Linked DNA regions of Rattus norvegicus: region 2 is linked to region 1. A link is a contact called in public Hi-C data. All regions are on one chromosome and are shown on one strand. Each heading gives the region's core, a stretch centred on a gene start, on an enhancer-like site or on the middle of the called end of the contact. The rest is flanking DNA. Distances are from core to core; before and after follow the strand shown. Region 1 overlaps Prkar2b (protein kinase cAMP-dependent type II regulatory subunit beta). Region 2 holds the start of Prkar2b (protein kinase cAMP-dependent type II regulatory subunit beta).

Region 1 (4,097 bases), core at 1,062-3,561:
CACCACTATCTTTCTGCAGACCCTGCTCTGTGCAGCCACATTTTGCCCTTCACAGAAGATGCCTGGGGACAATTTGATCATCCAAGTGTAGGGGGCTAGGGAAGGCCACAGACATATAGTAGACTTGGGTCAGGGGTGCTGTTTAAAGGCCTACCATATGCAGTAACCCCACCACACACAACCGAAAAACAAAAAAACAAAACCAACCCCAAATACAGCATCCACCTGGCTTTACATACTCAAATTACTGAGGCTCAAAAGCCCTGACCTGCATTTTCTTACTCAATCCCACAATCCTACAATAGCCAATGTGACCACTTCACAAGTGCAAGACCAGGACATAAAAAGGTCGGAGTCACACATCCTAGTAAATGACAGGACCCATATTTGATCCTAGAACTGTCTATCTTGACCCCAGGACCCTTGCTGTCAGCCACTGCTGTATACCTAAGGACTTTGGCAAGTGTTCCCCACAGTGCCTGGACTTGAGCTTGGGTCTCAGACACCCAGCAGAAACAGCATTTCTTGAGAAAAGGTTCATATTTAAAGACCTCCAATGATAGATACATAAAGTCAGAATGCCAAGTTAGTAAGTAACTTCCCGGATGAAATACGAAGTCAGCATGACCAGTCAGTTCTCTCTGGGCCGGAAAACCATAATTAAGGAGTTGCCTGGTGATTAGGAAACAGAAAGTTAAGAATCTGTCAAACAATATCTGGCTAGATAGCGCATGTGAGCGTGCACGCGTGCACCCGCACACACCCACACACTGTTATCATTAGCTAACATAGCTTACACACTTTAATTGGGCTACAACTTTCCACAGGGGTGAAAACCTCTTCTAGGTGAGGCTCTGCAACTTTCCGTCTCCATGAATGACAGCCAGATAGGGAATGGGATGGCTATATCATTTGTACAATGCAAAAAAGGAAAGAAAAGCAAGGGCCTTTTAACAAAATTCGTAGACTTCACAGAGGAAGACAGAGGAGAAAAGTCAATCCAAATGGAGGGTGTTTGGGAGCATTCACACTGTGAAGGTAGCTAGCTCAAATGACCAATATTCAACAGGAGATGAAGCACCTAACGGTTCTCCATGTCCCCTGACTCATTAGTGTTATCTTAAATTTCAGTTCACAGAAAGCATTTTCTGGTCCTGTGGTTCCAAACTGCTGGCCTTGGAAAAAAAATCTGTCATTTTGTAAGCAGCTTATCAATTGTGTCCTCATCAATCACTTAACACTCCTCTCATTTGAGCATCTTTATCATCAATGTGTGTTTGTGTTGGGTCATCAGTTTCCCTGGAGTACTTGCCAATATTTGAGACCGATTCTTGGCACTGCTGCAGTTGTCTCACTGACTAGAACTGACCTCCTATACAAATGTCACTCGAACCTCTGAAAGGTTGCAGCGGTAGGCCTTACAGTCCGCAGAGCCATCCTGCAGTCTCCTTTCATTAGAACTCACCTCATTTTCTCCCAAGCTACCCCTTCTCTCCAGCCACATGTTAAAAGTCAGATCAAGAGTCATGGGTTGTGGCTATGGGACAGTGGGACAGGGCTTACATGGTACCCATGAGGCCCTGAGTTTAATCTCTACCACCACAAACTTCCCCTAACACACCCACAAATTGGGGTTGGAGAGGGGCAGATCTTAACCTTTCACCCACACAGAGCTAATTTAGGTGCATTTGTTTCAGAAAGGACGTTTTGTGCTCCTCCAACTGTGGGAGGACTCACTGTCATAACATACTATGTTCTTTCTAACATGGTAAAATGTGTTTGTCTCACGGTCCTGTAGGGGACGGCTGGGTATTGCTGCTCCCTAGCAGGGACAGGGCAAACTGCCTGGCTTGATGGACATGGGAAAGACTTGCTAATGAGCGATCTTCCATGGTCCTTGAGAATGGGACGCTGTTTCTAGTAGCTTCCAGTGTCACAGACTGTCAGACACGTTCTAAGTAGATTAATGAGAAGCTGACTGGGTTATTTGTTCAAGAAATCGGGACCAAGGAATAAGTAAAGAAGGGGTTTCCATCTTATTCACTAAAAAGCATAGAGATTAAGGAATTTGGTAAATATTTGTGTAAAACAAATGAATGCTGGGCTGTCTGGATGGTCTGTCAAGATGGTCTCCATGTAGCCTGTGCTGCCTCCTATTCTACCAGATACACAATCGCCCTGTATCTTCCAGACAATCTGAAACTCATCCTCAAACTGTATCCTTTACTCTTTGGCAACTAAGCCATAGAGGGAGACAGTCTTAAGATATATTTAAATTTCACTGTTCTACTGCACATATGTGTTTGGATAGTATCCTGGTTGTTGAGAATGGTCTAGGAATTCAAGCATATCCCCACACTGCAGAGAGAGTGTGCACCCTGGTGCAGCCAGACAACTGTCACAGATTGCAGAACAGACAGCAGGAGGAGATCTGTGCCGACTCTGCATCCTGCCGAACTTGGCCTTCAGTCTCCTCGTGAGCTCTATTTATAGTGTGGCAGACAAAGGGTTATGCCAACTCCGAGGTTTGTTGTGTTTTTTATAAAAGGAAGATCCCTCTTCACTCTGCCGGTTATCTTTGTGATTCAATAGTCAGATAACCTGACATTAGACATGAATATAGCCCACGCTAGCATCTTGGTTGTCAAAGAATAAAGAACTCCATTGGGTGCTCGCTGATGCTGTATTCTACACAATATGTCCTCCATAAATATTCATCGTAAGAATGACAGGCAAATATGGCCTCAACACAAAGACTTTGTGAGTCTTTGTTTCAGAGATCTTTTAATCTCAAAAATTATTGTCTTCTATACAATACACAAAAGTTAATTTTGTGTGTGTGTGTGTGTTCTCAATGCACTTGGGTTTTTGCATACACATTTAAATAATAATTAGCTTAAAATAAAGTACATATAAAAAAGCACAGGTGTATTAAACAACAGAAGTCTCACTCAAGACTGCTGAACTTCGCTTACTGGAGTGGAAATGCCCTACTATCTGAGAAAAATACTTTTATCTTTTATAATTATCAGTGAAGGCAAGTGTCTTACCAGATCAGATGGTTCCGGGGATGGGGGAAGCACAAAATATACACCAAATGCATACGATGCACAATGTCCTACAGTTAAATCTCAGAGGCAAGGAGGGTGATAAAGAGACTGAGAACGGGGCTGGGGATTTAGCTCAGTGGTAGAGCGCTTACCTAGGAAGCGCAAGGCCCTGGGTTCGGTCCCCAGCTCCGAAAAAAAAAGAACAACAACAACAACAAAAAAAAAAAAAAAAAGAGAGAGAGAGACTGAGAACACCAGTACGAAATGCACGTGCTCAGGAAAGGAAGGGAAACAGTGAGGTGACACCACAGGCTCCCTGCAATACCCATCTACAGGGCAGTCTGGTATATACATATCTGTTCTCCGCCATCAGGAACTATCTGCTTTAGGTAGTGTTTCTATTGCTGTGATATCACTATTGCTGTGATAAGACACTATGACCAAGTCAACTTGGGAAAGAAAGCGTTCACTTATTATAGCCTCTAGGATTTCAGGGCAGGAGCTCAAAGCATAAAGCTGGAGTCAGGAATGGATGCAGAGGCTGCAGAGGGGTGCTACCTACTGGCTGGCTCCTCGAGGTTTGCTCAGTCTGCTTTCTTATAGAACCCAGGACCCCCTGCCGCTAGGTCCTTCCACAGCAATCATGAATCTCTACTGAAGGAACAGAGCCATAAATTGGTCCCCAAGGACACTCTACTATACTCGCAGATCACTCTACTCTGTTTCTTGTTCATCATCATTAGAGAAGCTCCCTCCTCAGCAGGCAGAAACAAAGACCCACAACTGGACAAGGTGCACAGAATCAGAGACCTTGGACTACTAAGTCCTAATGAGGTGTCTCCATCAAATCTCCTTCTGGGGGCCCAGGGAACTTTGTGAAAGAAGAGAGGGAAGACTGTTAGAGCCAGTGCGGATGAAAGATGCCAAGAAAACAGAGCCTTCCAGACACAAGTGCTGACACATACCCACAGAGACTGTGGCAGCATGCGCAGGCCTGAGCCAGAAGGGGTCCTATGGCTGAGAGGGGACGTAGGCACAAGCCCCCTT
Region 2 (4,097 bases), core at 433-2,932, 54 kb after region 1:
TCACTGTCCTTTCTACTCTATCTGTATAACATGCTATTTAGTTCTCCTTCCTAGCAGGACAAGCATTTGATTTGGTGTGGGAACAATTAATACTACGGTTACCCTGGTCTCAAATCACCCGAATGCCCCAAATTAAAAATTTAAATAGCAATCTTTCACATTCACAGAGCACTACATCCATGGTTTATGTGTTTTAAACAAGCTAAGAATGCATTAATTTTATAACCCATTCAACATATAATTAATTCTACAAAGAAATGAAAATATTCCTAGGAAGGGGACCTAAGGGAATGAAGTGAATGGTACTTCAGTGTTTTCACTGTATGAAATGCATTGTGGACCCACAAATCACCAAGCAGTATCAACAAATAAAACCTGCATGCACGCTCGCCTTACACCACAAAGGAAAACACTTGCACATTTTGCACACCACGGCATTTCAGCCTGGGTTCCTGCAAAACATATGATTTGGTCATAATGTGTAAACATGCGTGTGTGTCTGGTGTGTCAGGGAGAGGTTGGTAAGCATAAGGGGTGGGACTCGCTAAAAACAGCTATTTAAGAAACCTTTCTCTCCCATTCATTCTTTCTAGCTTCAGTCTCTGGCGTGGTCTTTAGTTGCTCACTGGCTTTTTCATTAAGACAACCAACAAAGCTCTTAGAACTTCCCATGGTGCTATTTTTCCCACACACACTATAAAAAAAAAATCAAAATCATTCAATATATATTTTGTATCTTCTTTAAAGGAAATTGGCTTATTTCCTCATTCCAAAGACCCCCTAGGTATCAGGCTAAATATGATCCTTTGTTACATGTCCAAAAATATCTCCACCACATGGTATTGGAAAAACTGGAAAATAAATTATTCGTATTCCAAGAATGTCACAGCTATTATCGTTAATTTGTATTACCTCGGCGAGTCCGATTTCACACTCTTCTCACTGATTCCTACATGGTTCGCCTTTTCTCCCTGAACACTCCATTAACAAATCTAAGGGCTGAAAGGAGGACACCAGGCGCCCTTCATGCACAATGGTACTCTCCAAGCCTTTGACATCTTCAACCACGGGAAAGTTAACCTTCTAGCAAGATGCCCACCCCAAATCGCCCCGGGGAGAAAGGTGACAGAGGGGCAGCGGGAGCGCAACCTCTTATTTCTCCACCTCCAGAGAAAGGGAGAGCATGACAAGAGAGCTGAGTAGGAAGGTGGGCGAGTGGGAGCGACCGAAATGGGTGCTGAGGAGGTGGGCGGAATGGGAAGGTGGAGAGCACCGGGAAGGTAGGGAGCTCAGCACAGGGTTCAAGAGCAAGGCGGGGTTCGAGAGTGAGACGGACGTGGCGGCCAGGGCTCAGGGTGCGAGGGGTCCGGTCCTCACCGTTGAACGCCCCTGCTTCCGCGGCCTCCTCCTCTTCGCCGTTCTCGGAATCGGAGCGCATGGGCTCCTCCGCGAAGTTGACACCCTTACTGGGGGTTCCGCCCCCGGCGGCTGCGCCCGCGTCCCCCCAGGTCCTGCCCTCATGGCCGAAGCGCGCGGCGCCCTTGCGCTCGTTCTCCTGCTGCAGCCGCGTGAAGTGCTGCAGCGCGAACTCCAGCAGGTCGGCGGGCTGGTGCCTCAGCACCTCCACCGTGAAGCCCTGCAGCAGCTCCGTGAGCCCCGCGGGGATCTCGATGCTCATCCTGCCTGTGCACGCCGAGGCGCCTGGACGCCGCCCTCGCCTCCTATCCGCGGTCGGGTCTTGGGCTGCGCGGCCCCCGAGCGAGCGCCCCGGGCGCTACGGGCTGCGAGCGCGGCGCACTGGGCCCCCGGCGAGGCTGCTCCGTGCGGCGGCGGCGGCAGAGCGAGCACAACCCGGGGAGGGTTGGCAGCATCTCCAGCTCCTCCCGCTCCCGCTCCCGCCGCCGCTGCACCGCCCCCCCCCCGCCCGGCGCCCCGCCCCCGCCCGCGCGCCCACGTGATCCCCGGAAACCATGGCAACCCGGCGGGCGGGAGCGCTGCCGCCTCTCAAGTGGCCTAAGGGTGGAGGCAGCGGGCGCCTGGGGCGTGGGGCCGAGGCCGCGCGCTCCACCTGAGCTCCTTGGGCAAATCCCACGCTTCTTTCTGCCCAGCCCACTCAAAGCTGGTGCCGCGCCATTCGTTCTGAAACTTCAGCCTCCACATTGGTGGCTTTTTCTTTTCCTTGAATCCAGCGGCAAGAGAAATGCGCGTGGTGTCTTTTGTTAGTCACACAGCCTTACCTATATCCTCTTCTGGATATAAGATACTGCCACTTGTTTGTTACATGTTCTTTCACTAGGTTTTAGTCCGCCTTTTAGCCTCGGAACTGTGGTGATAGTTTGCCTTACTGATGCTCTGCCTTGCGGGCTTGGTGCATTTCCTACTGGTTACTGAGACAAAGGCCTGCATTTACTGTGAAGCACTTACCGAAGTTAGTTGATACCTTTCAGACAGGATACCGGGAAGTCAGGGCAGATAGTCAGACAACAAAGGGTGTGTTGCCTGATTAGCCTCTTGTTGCTTATTTTTAAAACCTTTCCTGACATTTTGAGTCATTTCAATTAAATCTCCAAGATTCGAATATAGCAGCATAAAGAAAAGGAGAACTACACACTTGTGCTTTTTAAAGAAAGCCCTTGTCTTTAAAACGAGCCTATTCTGAGAATTTGGAAACAGAAAAAAATATTATCTTTTGCCAAATCAAATGCTGTTTAAATACACATACTTCACTTTCTACGATGCTCGTTTCATTGTTAAAGCCGTCCAAGTGCAAACTCACTTAGCTATTCTCTCTTGAGTTTTATTTTATTCCCTTAGTTATTCTCAATTTCCTTTCTGTCCACACAAAATAAAAAATGTGTGACTCACAAAGCCCAGAAGCTAGAAATAAGAAAATACCATTTCGGGGCTGGGGATTTAGCTCAGTGGTAGAGCCCTTACCTAGGAAGCGCAAGGCCCTGGGTTCGGTCTCCGAAAAAAAGAACCAAAAAAAAAAAATACCATTTACCATTTCACTTTATTTTTTAAATGCATCTTACCCATTTGTTTACAGCGTTTATCTTGTACTTTTTCAGTGCATTTCTCAAGTTCAGTTTCTTAACCTCATGATAATAATGCCATTAAAAAAATAACATACTTCTAAATCGTAATTGTGGAGTGTGTAAGAAATAAACTCAGACAATGTGGTGATTGTCACAGGACGCCATAGGGAACATACTATTAGTCAAGCTCCCAACCATAATGTTTTACAGATCCAATAATCTAGGATGTATTTCTATCATTTATAACGATGTTTACATTATGATGACCATTGCTCAGATGCAGCAGAAAATGCAAATCAGACTAGTTTTAAGATTTTATTTCTCTGACTCGTAAAGTGAGCTATGGAAGGCCTTTGTGCTACTCAATGGCAATTAAGGATCCACACTCATTCAGGCTCACTGCTGTGTGATTCTGACTTTATGGCTGTTCCACCACCAGTCACTAACAGGAAAGTGGGAAGGAGACGGGAGCATCCCTCCCACAGCAAACACTCCTCATCTTTTGGCTAGAACTTTTGGCCACACAAATTTTATATTTTCTGAAAGTGAGTAATGGTGACTTCCAGCCCCTGGGCTCTTCCATAAAACAACTTTGCAATTCCTAAGCCCGGAGTGGAGCATGAGTGGGATTGTGACTGCCTTGACCAGTGGTGATGTTAGAACACTCTAGCCCTCTGATGGGTGCCCGGCCAAAGTTCTGATCCATGGAGTTGGTGAGCACTTAAAAAAAGGAGGAGGGGAGTTGGGGATTTAGCTCAGTGGTAGAGCACTTGCCTAGCAAGCGCAAGGCCCTGGGTTCGGTCCAAGTCCTGTAAAAAAAAAGGAGGAGGTATATGTTAGCCTTGAAATTTTGGGGTAGTTCATTGCACAGCAATAGCAATTGCACACCACAGTGGGGAGATTGGGGGAAGACATTCTTTATTTTGAGCAGTTAGGTGCAAGCAAATGCTTAGAGATGGAGGAAAACCAAGTCTGGGGACAATTATTAGTCTCTGCCACGATGGTTGACACCTTTCCCAAGGCGGGAGGAAAGAAGGAACTCTTCTTCCATACATTAGC

Evidence for each region. Hi-C and Micro-C count contacts between places; a contact is called where the count stands out from the background.
Region 2: a Hi-C map of frontal cortex shows a contact between it and region 1, with 2.0 times the contacts expected there. The contact joins the promoter of Prkar2b here to the enhancer-like site in region 1.

The regions. Positions count from the first base shown.
Region 1 is chr6:54,325,035-54,329,131 of GRCr8, forward strand. All of the region lies in intron 2 of Prkar2b (protein kinase cAMP-dependent type II regulatory subunit beta), which reads right to left. Among named protein-coding and RNA genes, the nearest start is that of Hbp1, 44 kb to the left of the region's middle. Within about 2 kb of position 2,312, at least 12 of the 93 cell types and tissues checked have an H3K27ac peak or open chromatin away from gene starts, as enhancers often do.
Region 2 is chr6:54,379,729-54,383,825 of GRCr8, forward strand. Prkar2b (protein kinase cAMP-dependent type II regulatory subunit beta) reads right to left here and starts at 1,683. Exons shown (of 11, transcript NM_001030020.1): 1 at 1,378-1,683. The coding sequence starts at 1,678.